Regions from separate parts of the Mus musculus genome. Here region 2 is linked to region 1. The links are chromatin contacts, called in public promoter capture Hi-C maps. All regions are on one chromosome and are shown on one strand. The core of a region is the stretch at or near the end of the contact, and the rest is flanking DNA. Distances in the headings are between cores, read along the strand shown.

What was found. Capture Hi-C pulls out chosen DNA fragments and counts their contacts.
Region 2: a contact with region 1 is called in a promoter capture Hi-C map of liver, with 4 times the contacts expected there. A contact is called at or near these places in 5 of 39 promoter capture datasets (cranial neural crest, liver, neutrophils and 1 more), 2 of 130 datasets of targeted methods (embryonic stem cells and pancreatic cancer cells) and 1 of 9 other capture datasets (liver).

The regions. Positions count from the first base shown.
Region 1 is chr19:5,096,358-5,100,258 of GRCm38.p6, forward strand. It overlaps Cnih2 (cornichon family AMPA receptor auxiliary protein 2), which reads right to left and starts at 2,164. Exons shown (of 6, transcript NM_009920.4): 1 at 1,826-2,164. The coding sequence starts at 1,906. Rab1b (RAB1B, member RAS oncogene family) reads right to left here. Exons shown (of 6, transcript NM_029576.3): 6 at 2,850-3,901.
Region 2 is chr19:6,938,906-6,942,806 of GRCm38.p6, forward strand. It overlaps Gpr137 (G protein-coupled receptor 137), which reads right to left and starts at 2,288. Exons shown (of 7, transcript NM_207220.3): 1 at 1,578-2,288; 2 at 1,447-1,496; 3 at 624-849; 4 at 356-505; 5 at 107-235. The coding sequence starts at 1,934. Bad (BCL2-associated agonist of cell death) reads left to right here and starts at 3,657. Exons shown (of 4, transcript NM_001285453.1): 1 at 3,657-3,719.

The DNA of each region.
Region 1 (3,901 bases), core at 914-3,413:
GTGTCGAGCCTCCCACCCCCCCCAGGCTGCCTGGCGCTGACTCAGCATCGTCTCCCCCCACCCCCAACCCCGGAACAAACAATTCTCCACTGTGACAGCTGACACACGTCATTCACCAGGGTTGCCTAGTGACTAGTGGGTCCTGGGGTTTTACTTCTGAACAGCTTTGACCTGAGGACCACGCTCTCTCTCCTGGACTTTGCATGTGCAAGCCCTGGTTTTACTGATAAGCCTGATAAGAGGACCAAGCTAAATGGGTGAAAAGCTCAGTGCCTCACAGTGGAAGGGGTCCCAGAAAGGTCTGTCGAGAGAACAGAGATGCTGCTCCCAACCTCAGGAGACTTCATCTCGGCCTGGACACTTTGCAAGGTCCAGGTCTTATGCAGCCTGACTCCCCCGCAGCTGCTATGCAACTGTCCTAGGCAGGCTCTGAGCTCCTAAGAAGGGCCCCACCAGGGAAAGTGGAGTTGTGAGTGGGAAGGGGCTCCTTGAATTTCAGGAGCTAGTTAGCTATCCTGCCTGGGTCCCCCCATTTTTTCTAATTCTTAGGACCCAAGTTGTTCTTCCCCCACAGAACTGTCCAAGGCCCTGGGGCCTGGGACAGGAAGCGCATAATGGATTCGAAGTGATGGAGGAAGAGAGAAACGGAGCAGAGGACAAGAAACCCAACTGGGAGACCTAGATCAAGACTGGAGCAAAGTGAGGGGTTGGGCTGGAGATGGTGTGTGTCTGGAGATGCCTGTGGGGGCTCAGGATCTAGTACCTGTCAAAGAGGAAGGAGGGGAGGACAAAGGAAGAGACAGGGTGCTTTCTGGGAGGCAGCAAGTCCCAGAAAGACACAAGAAATGGAGAGCAAGAAAGGTAAAGCAAGAGGGGACGGAGGCACGCTGGATGCAGTCAGATAAGAGAACACTTAAAAGAGGATTAGACCAGGAGATGTGCATGCTAGTAGCTACAACAGAGAGACAGGCCTGTATGGGACCCGTTTGAGTGCATTGGAGGAGGGGCAGCTGGAAGGAGCCGGCAGAGACCTCAACAGTAAGCCAGAGGCTCACAGTTCTAGAGAGGAGAAAGAACCAGGTAGAGGAGGCCCTTGGGAAAGCCCAGGAGAGAACTAGGTACAAGAACCCTCTCCAATGGGAAACCATTTGAGATGAGACAAGAGACATTCTGAAGAGTGAGGTGTGAGGCTAGGCCAGGGTGAGGGCAGACCAGGAGTGAGGGACATGAAAGACAAAAGGCACGTATGTGAAGGAATCAGAAGGAAGCTGGAGAGTCAGAGTGAGACCAGGTGGGAGCTAGGTTTCTTGAGCTGCTTCGAACCTATCCCACTTGGGTCAGAGGGGTCCAGGAGGGGACAGGGTTAATGGGTTCTAAGATATGCGGGTCTTGTAAACAGATGCAGTTGCCATAGCAACCATCTCCATCATTCTGGTTGGAAAAACCCACAAAGGAGAGGGGTTCAGCGGGGGGGCTGGGGGGGCACACAGACAAACTGCCCGATGGACAGACGGGGGTGGATGGATGAGAATATAGAAGGATCAAGAATTCCGCCCCTGCCCAATGACTGGATGAAGCAAGGAGAGGGTCAGGACCTACTGACATACCCACAGACAGGCGGGGGCGGTGAAGGAAGGGGGGGGCTGCCCCGGGGGAAGGAAGCCAACGACAAGGGGGTGTTGGGGGGTGCGAACAGAAACCATGGGGGCTAGTGGAAAAGACCTTTCAAGTTTCCCCGGAGCACTGATACCATCAGCCCCAGCCCCCTCCTGCTCCATAAGCCCACTTGCCCCCCACCCCGCCCCCAGTCCAAGCCCAGTCTTACGTGCCAGATGACAAAGAAGATGAGGGAGGCGCACAGCACCAGGGTGAGCATGTAGCAGAATGCTGCGAAGGTGAACGCCATGGCCCCCGCGCCGGGCGGTGGCCCGGGGGGCGCCAGCGCGGGGTCTGGGCGCAAGGGGACGCCCCCCGGCCCACACTTAGGGCCGGACGGGCATGGCCCACCGGACTCTAGGGACACGGACAGCGCGTCCGGGACCAGGGCCACGAGGCCGTGGGGGACGCGGGGCGCGGGCCGTGGGGCTCGGGGGGCGCGTCCGCTGCCGGCTGCCCGGGCCCCGATCGCTCATCCTGCGATCCCTCGCCCGCGGCTCCCTCGCTCTCCAGCCCGCGAAGCCGGCGGGGCGGAGCCGGGGGCGGGGCCGCCGTGCAGCGGCCTCGGGCGGGGCTGAGACTCAGAGCGCCCCTCCGCCAGCCTCATCAGCCCAGCACAGCCACTCACCCCAATGAGCCCAGTGTTTGTGCACCTCCAGAACATGCAGACCTGGAAGCCCGTTCCTGGTACAACTTTCGGACAACTAAGCCCACTATAGCCACATTCTGTACTCCCGTCTCCACAGAGTGCTGGCTCAGGGGGATACAACTGAGGTCCTAATGTAAAGCAGCGCTTGTCAAAGCTCAGGATAGCTGGCATCTGGCTTCAAGCCACAAGAGGGGACTAAAGTCGGGGACTGGAGGAGGGGAAGACTAAATGCAGGGGGACCAACGCCTGCTCCTTGCTTCTAACTTCATGCCTTGAACGCCTGTCCCAGTGGATGTTGGTGGCTCACCTGACGGCCTCCTGCCAGCCTCCCTCTGACAGATTCATGCTGGGCCCTTGGGGACATCCCATAGCCGCACAGCAGGCTTTCCCAGCCCCAGTATGTGGGTCAAGGGCTTTTACCAGCAAGCTTAAGATACAGTCCAAGCCAGGACCCCCCATGCATCACACCAAACTCTGGACTCCAGTTCCACCCAGCAACTCAAAGCTGACTCTGACCATAGACCACACTCAGTCACCACCGCTTCCTTGCAAAAACCCTTGGCTTATCCAAGGGCCAGTGGAAATTTATTTTTTCATCCTTTTCCATCTTCCCCCAAGTGGCTTTTCCTTGCAAGATGCCTGATGTGACATCAGAGGGGAACCTGGGAGAAGAGGCTCCCTCCCAGAGGGGCAGCCCAGGGACTTAAATACACACTGGAGGGGGAGGACAGGTTGTAGGGTGAGACTGGCAAGAGACAGCACAAAGGACATGGCTTCTTAGGTAAAGACCAAAGGTTTTCTACAGGAAGCTGTGCCAGAGGGTGGGGGCCAGGATTCTGAGTTGGGAGGGGGAAGAGCCCCACAACCCCAAGCTGCACCCACATTCCCCAGAGAAGCAGGTCTGGCCCTGTCAGGCTCTGAGGAATGGAGGAAGAACAAGCCAGATGTGCTGCCTCGGAAAAGGGAGGTGGTGCTGGCAGAGTGAGGGTTAAGGCTGGTGCCCGGCCTTTGGCAAGGTGGGCCTTCCGCCTCCGCTTTCCTCAGGGACAAAGGGGCTCGGTGGGCAGGCAGCACATGGGCCTGGCTCAGGCAGGGCAGGGGGAGGCAGGAGCAGGCTCCCTCCCGGCTTGAGACACAGGCCCCGCAGCCATCCGCCCACCTACCCTAGATGTGCTCAAGACCTAACCGCAGCTGGACGGCTCAAGCTGTGTGGGAGCGATGGAGTGAGGCAGAGATGAGGAAAAGGTGGCTATGGGGCTCTCGCAGCCCTGGCACCTGTCCTGAGGTCCGATGCAGGACCCTGGATCTGAGGCCCTGGATCCCCTGGCTACTGCCTGCACCCAGGGGCAGCAGAGGCAGGGAGGCCCTTGCTATTGGGAAGAAAGGAAAGAGAAACCCAGTGCAGCATACATGGGGGTGAGTGACAGACAGCGGAGCCCTCATTCCAAAGAAAGGTGCGTGGTGGGCATCTTTTCAAGGTACCCAGAGGCAGCAGCGGAGCTGTCCCTGTGACCACCCCAGCCACAGGCTCTGCATGTCCTCCACGGGGGCCCTGACAGGACTGGGACTCAGAGCAGAAGGCAGATGGGCCAGAGG
Region 2 (3,901 bases), core at 1,038-3,537, 1.8 Mb after region 1:
TGGATATTTTCTTCTGCTGCCGTAACTGTCCCAGGACCCCAGACCAGAATTCCCAGGGTCCAGCCCTCTATACTGGACCAAGAGGTGGTTGGGGGGGGGTCCCTACCAGATCCTGTGGGGGCCGGTGTACCCGGAAGAAGCCCACCAGCAATGTGGTGGGCAGCAGTTCCCAAACGAAGAGGATGAGACCAAACACCAGGTAGCCTTTGTTCCCTAGGTCATTCACCAGATCTGCCTGGGGAAAAGCAGGGGCTGAGGACATTCTGCCACCACAGAGGCTGCTGGCAGGGCCCTGGCCAGCTGGAGGCTAGTTATTATAGTTACCAAAGAAGGGACAAACAGGACCAATGCCTACCTGGTCAGATACGTTGTACCAGTCGTAATCGAAGGCATCTAGCCGGCTCCGAGGGGCCAAGGCCAGAGCTGCCAGGTTGTAACAGGCCCGGCTGGCATAGAGAAGGACCATGGCACCCCCTATAGCAGCTGCCTGACACACGCTGGTCCCCTGGCAGAGATGACAATAGAGGATCTTCATGGAGAGGAGGGCTCCTATATTCCTTTACATCCTAAAGAACTCTGTCCAAGGACCCCCAAGGGTGCTACATCAAGGTTGGTGGCTCTACCTTGGCCTCTAAGTAGATGCTGGTGGAAGGGGCTCGACGGGCCACAAGGCAGAGGCAGGCAGCAAGCGAGAGGGCACAGATGACGAAGAGAGAGTCGCTCACCAGGACACGTACCAGCAGAAGGACCCAGGGCTGTGCCTGGCGCTGGCGAGACAGCACTGCACACAGTACATTCACCAGCAAAAAGAGCAGTGAAGCACCCACGAAGGCCCCTCGGACAGCCAGCCTGCAGCCCACAGCAAAGTCAGCCCCAGACCACGGATCCCCTCGGCCCTCACCAGCAACCCTGACTCCTCAGGAGACCCCAGGGTCAGTTAGAACTCAGATGGCCACACCTAAACTCTGCTCATCTCTTTCTGCAGATGAGGAAACTGAGGGGGTGATTGAGAGCTACAGCATCATAGGAGCACCGGGTCAAACATCTGTTCCTGAGTGGGCCTCATTCCAGCTGTGTGACCTTGAACATGGTGCTTTGTCTAACTGGGCCTCAGTTATCCTCTCAAATGACGATAGGAATAGCACCTCAGGTGAGATGTGAAATATCTTTATAAACTAGAAGGCACTGTGTAAGGACAGGGGTGTTGCAGCCAAGGTCACTAAAAGTGCAGCAGGACTTCATGCATTCCATGGGTTGGAGCCTCCATCTTTCTCCACCACAGGTGATATTGATGGTCTCTCTCCCCTGACACTATCATAGATGTCTGTATCAGACGCTTCAGGTTTCTCAAGCTCTATCACAAATACTTCTGAGGTTCCTCCTGTCTCAACCCTGCTGGGTGGGCTTCCTCCCTGCCACTGACCCATTGACATCTCCAGTACTTACAAGCCTCGGCTCATCTCTGGCCGACGCTTCGCCTTGGCCTTGAACACCACCTGGGAGCAGAGATACCCCATCACTCCTTTGGACCATTGAGATTGCCCTCCTACTCCCACCACACCGGTTCCCGTGGTTACCTGCACAAAGTAGAGGTTCATAAGCGTCAGTGTGAAGAACTGCAGGCAGACAGGGCAGCAATAGAGAAGCCAAAAAGGCAAGGGCCCCAGGCGGTTGGCCCTGGGAGTATCTCGGAAGTAGAAGGAGAAAAGTGTGGTACGCAAGGCTGCCCAGAGCAGACAGAGCGCCAGGAATACTGTCTGATAGCTGAGGCGCTTGTGCCCATACAGAAGCACCAGCCAGAGCTGGGCATAGACAGAGAAGAAGAGCAGAGCATATAGGGCAGTGTAGGCAGCGGTCAGCCCCAGGGTCACTGTAGGCGGCAGTGCAGGTACCAGCCCAGCTGCAGGCACCAGACCAGACAGGTTACTCTCCATGTCAAGGAGGGAGGCCTGAAACCCGGAGACAGAGATAGAGGGCTGGCCAGAAGCCAGGGAAATAAATACGGAGGGGTGGGACCTGCAATAGGTGGTGAGACCTGGAAACTCTGGAAAAAAGAAGTTGAGGTTGTCAGGCCTTTCCTTCTCAGCAGAGTCGGGCGTGGGGGTGGGGGTGGGGGTGGGCACGGGTAACCTGGGCCCTGGGCCCTAGACCCGTCACTCTGGAGTGTATAAAGTGGTCTTTCCTACCCAGGGCAAATGAAATGGGGGTTGGGGGTGTCCCTCCCTGGGCCAGCCCCAGAGCCAAGATGCGAGGATGCAGTGGCACAGAGTCCCTGGCCTTGGTTGCTCGTGTCCGGCTGGCAGGAGGGGGAGAGCCGGCCGATGCCCGTCAGCTTAGGACAGCGGCCGCTGCGGGGGCGCCCAACGCCCCGCTCTCCCCCTCCCCAAGCTTGGTTCCTCTTTCCCCTCCAATAATCCGGATTGGGAGGCTTCTTCCTCTGTCCTCAAGATTCCAGACGTGTTCCCCCACCGCGTCCACCCTCAGCCCCGGTGAATAAGAGGAAGTCGATGTCAGGTCTCAGGCCGCTGCGGGGTAAGCGGGATCCGGTCGCCGGGACACCGGGCTCCAGCTCCCCGGCTCCCTCTGCTCCGCCCCACTCCTGCGCCTGCGCGGACGTCCGTTCGCTACGTAAACTGCGTAGCGACCGGCAGGGACTCCGAAGCCATGCGCCGCGCCCGGCGTGCATCTCTTCGAGAATCGCCGCAAGGTGCGCTGCCGGCGGGTGTCCCGGGTTACGGATGGCGGCGGGCGGCCGAGAGTAGAGCAGGCCGCACGCAGCAAGCACCTGGGCTACCAGTGCCATGGACCGCCAGCTCTTAATGTTTGGGGACTACCATTTCCCACGCTTAGATTCCCAAATCCACATCGCGTTCGGCGTGCCCATATGGGGGGCGGCAACGACTTCCCCGCACAGGGTCACTGAAGGAAACTTCCGCCCACAACCAAGATGGTACCCGGACCCCGCCCCCTAGCTTCTGTCTGCAGGCCCCGCGCTCCGGCCCGGGGCAGCGTACGCACACCTATCCTGGCAGCAGAGGCCCCTGGAGCCCCACGGCTCGCCTTCCTGGGCGCCCCGTCCCTTCTTCCGCACCCGGGCGGCCATCCTGCCGTAAAGGAGCTCCCGAAATGGCGCGGGGGGTTGTCCCCAAGACGGGCAGTGCAAGGCCTCCACGATCGGGAAGAAGGAGCTGGTCTTCCCATCCCGGTCACTCGGTCCAGGGGGAGCAATAACCATCGCAACGACCATTGCATCCGACGGCCGAGCTTCAGTGAACGGCTCTATAAGTAATCACTAAGCTGTTTACAGAGTTTTCACCAGCTCCCCAGGGAGGTGTCATTAACCCCATTTTACAGGAGGGAATTCGGGCCCAGAAGGGCTGGAGGACTTATCAGCCGAAGCAGGCCTCCAGGATCCAAATGGGAACCCCAAAGCAGCCCTCGCTGGCTCCTGCACACGCCCTAGGCTTGAGGAAGTCCGATCCCGGAATCCGGAGCCTGGGGAGCGACGCGGGAGGAAGGCGGTGGAGACCAGCAGGTCGGCGCAGGGGTGGGACCTGGCTTGGGGTGGCCCCGCCTCCAGGCCGACCCGGGATTTACTTCGAAAACTGATTGGGTCAGATCTGTGACAGTTCTCGTCGCCCAGGAAACTAGGGCCGGGCGCCCTTAGAACTGGAGGGAGGAGGCAGGCCCGGGTCAGGGGCCTCGAGATCGGGCTTGGGGTGAGACCTATTCCCGGTCCTAACGGGCAGGGGGAGCGCACTAGTGTCTGGACAGAGCTCTGAAGAGAGATTTAATATTCGGGCGACAGCCAGGCAGACTGAGCAGACAAATGAGGGATTGGGAAGATTTGGGGAGTTGAGCTACCGTGGTGGGAGAGGGAGACAGGAGTACCTCTCCTCTG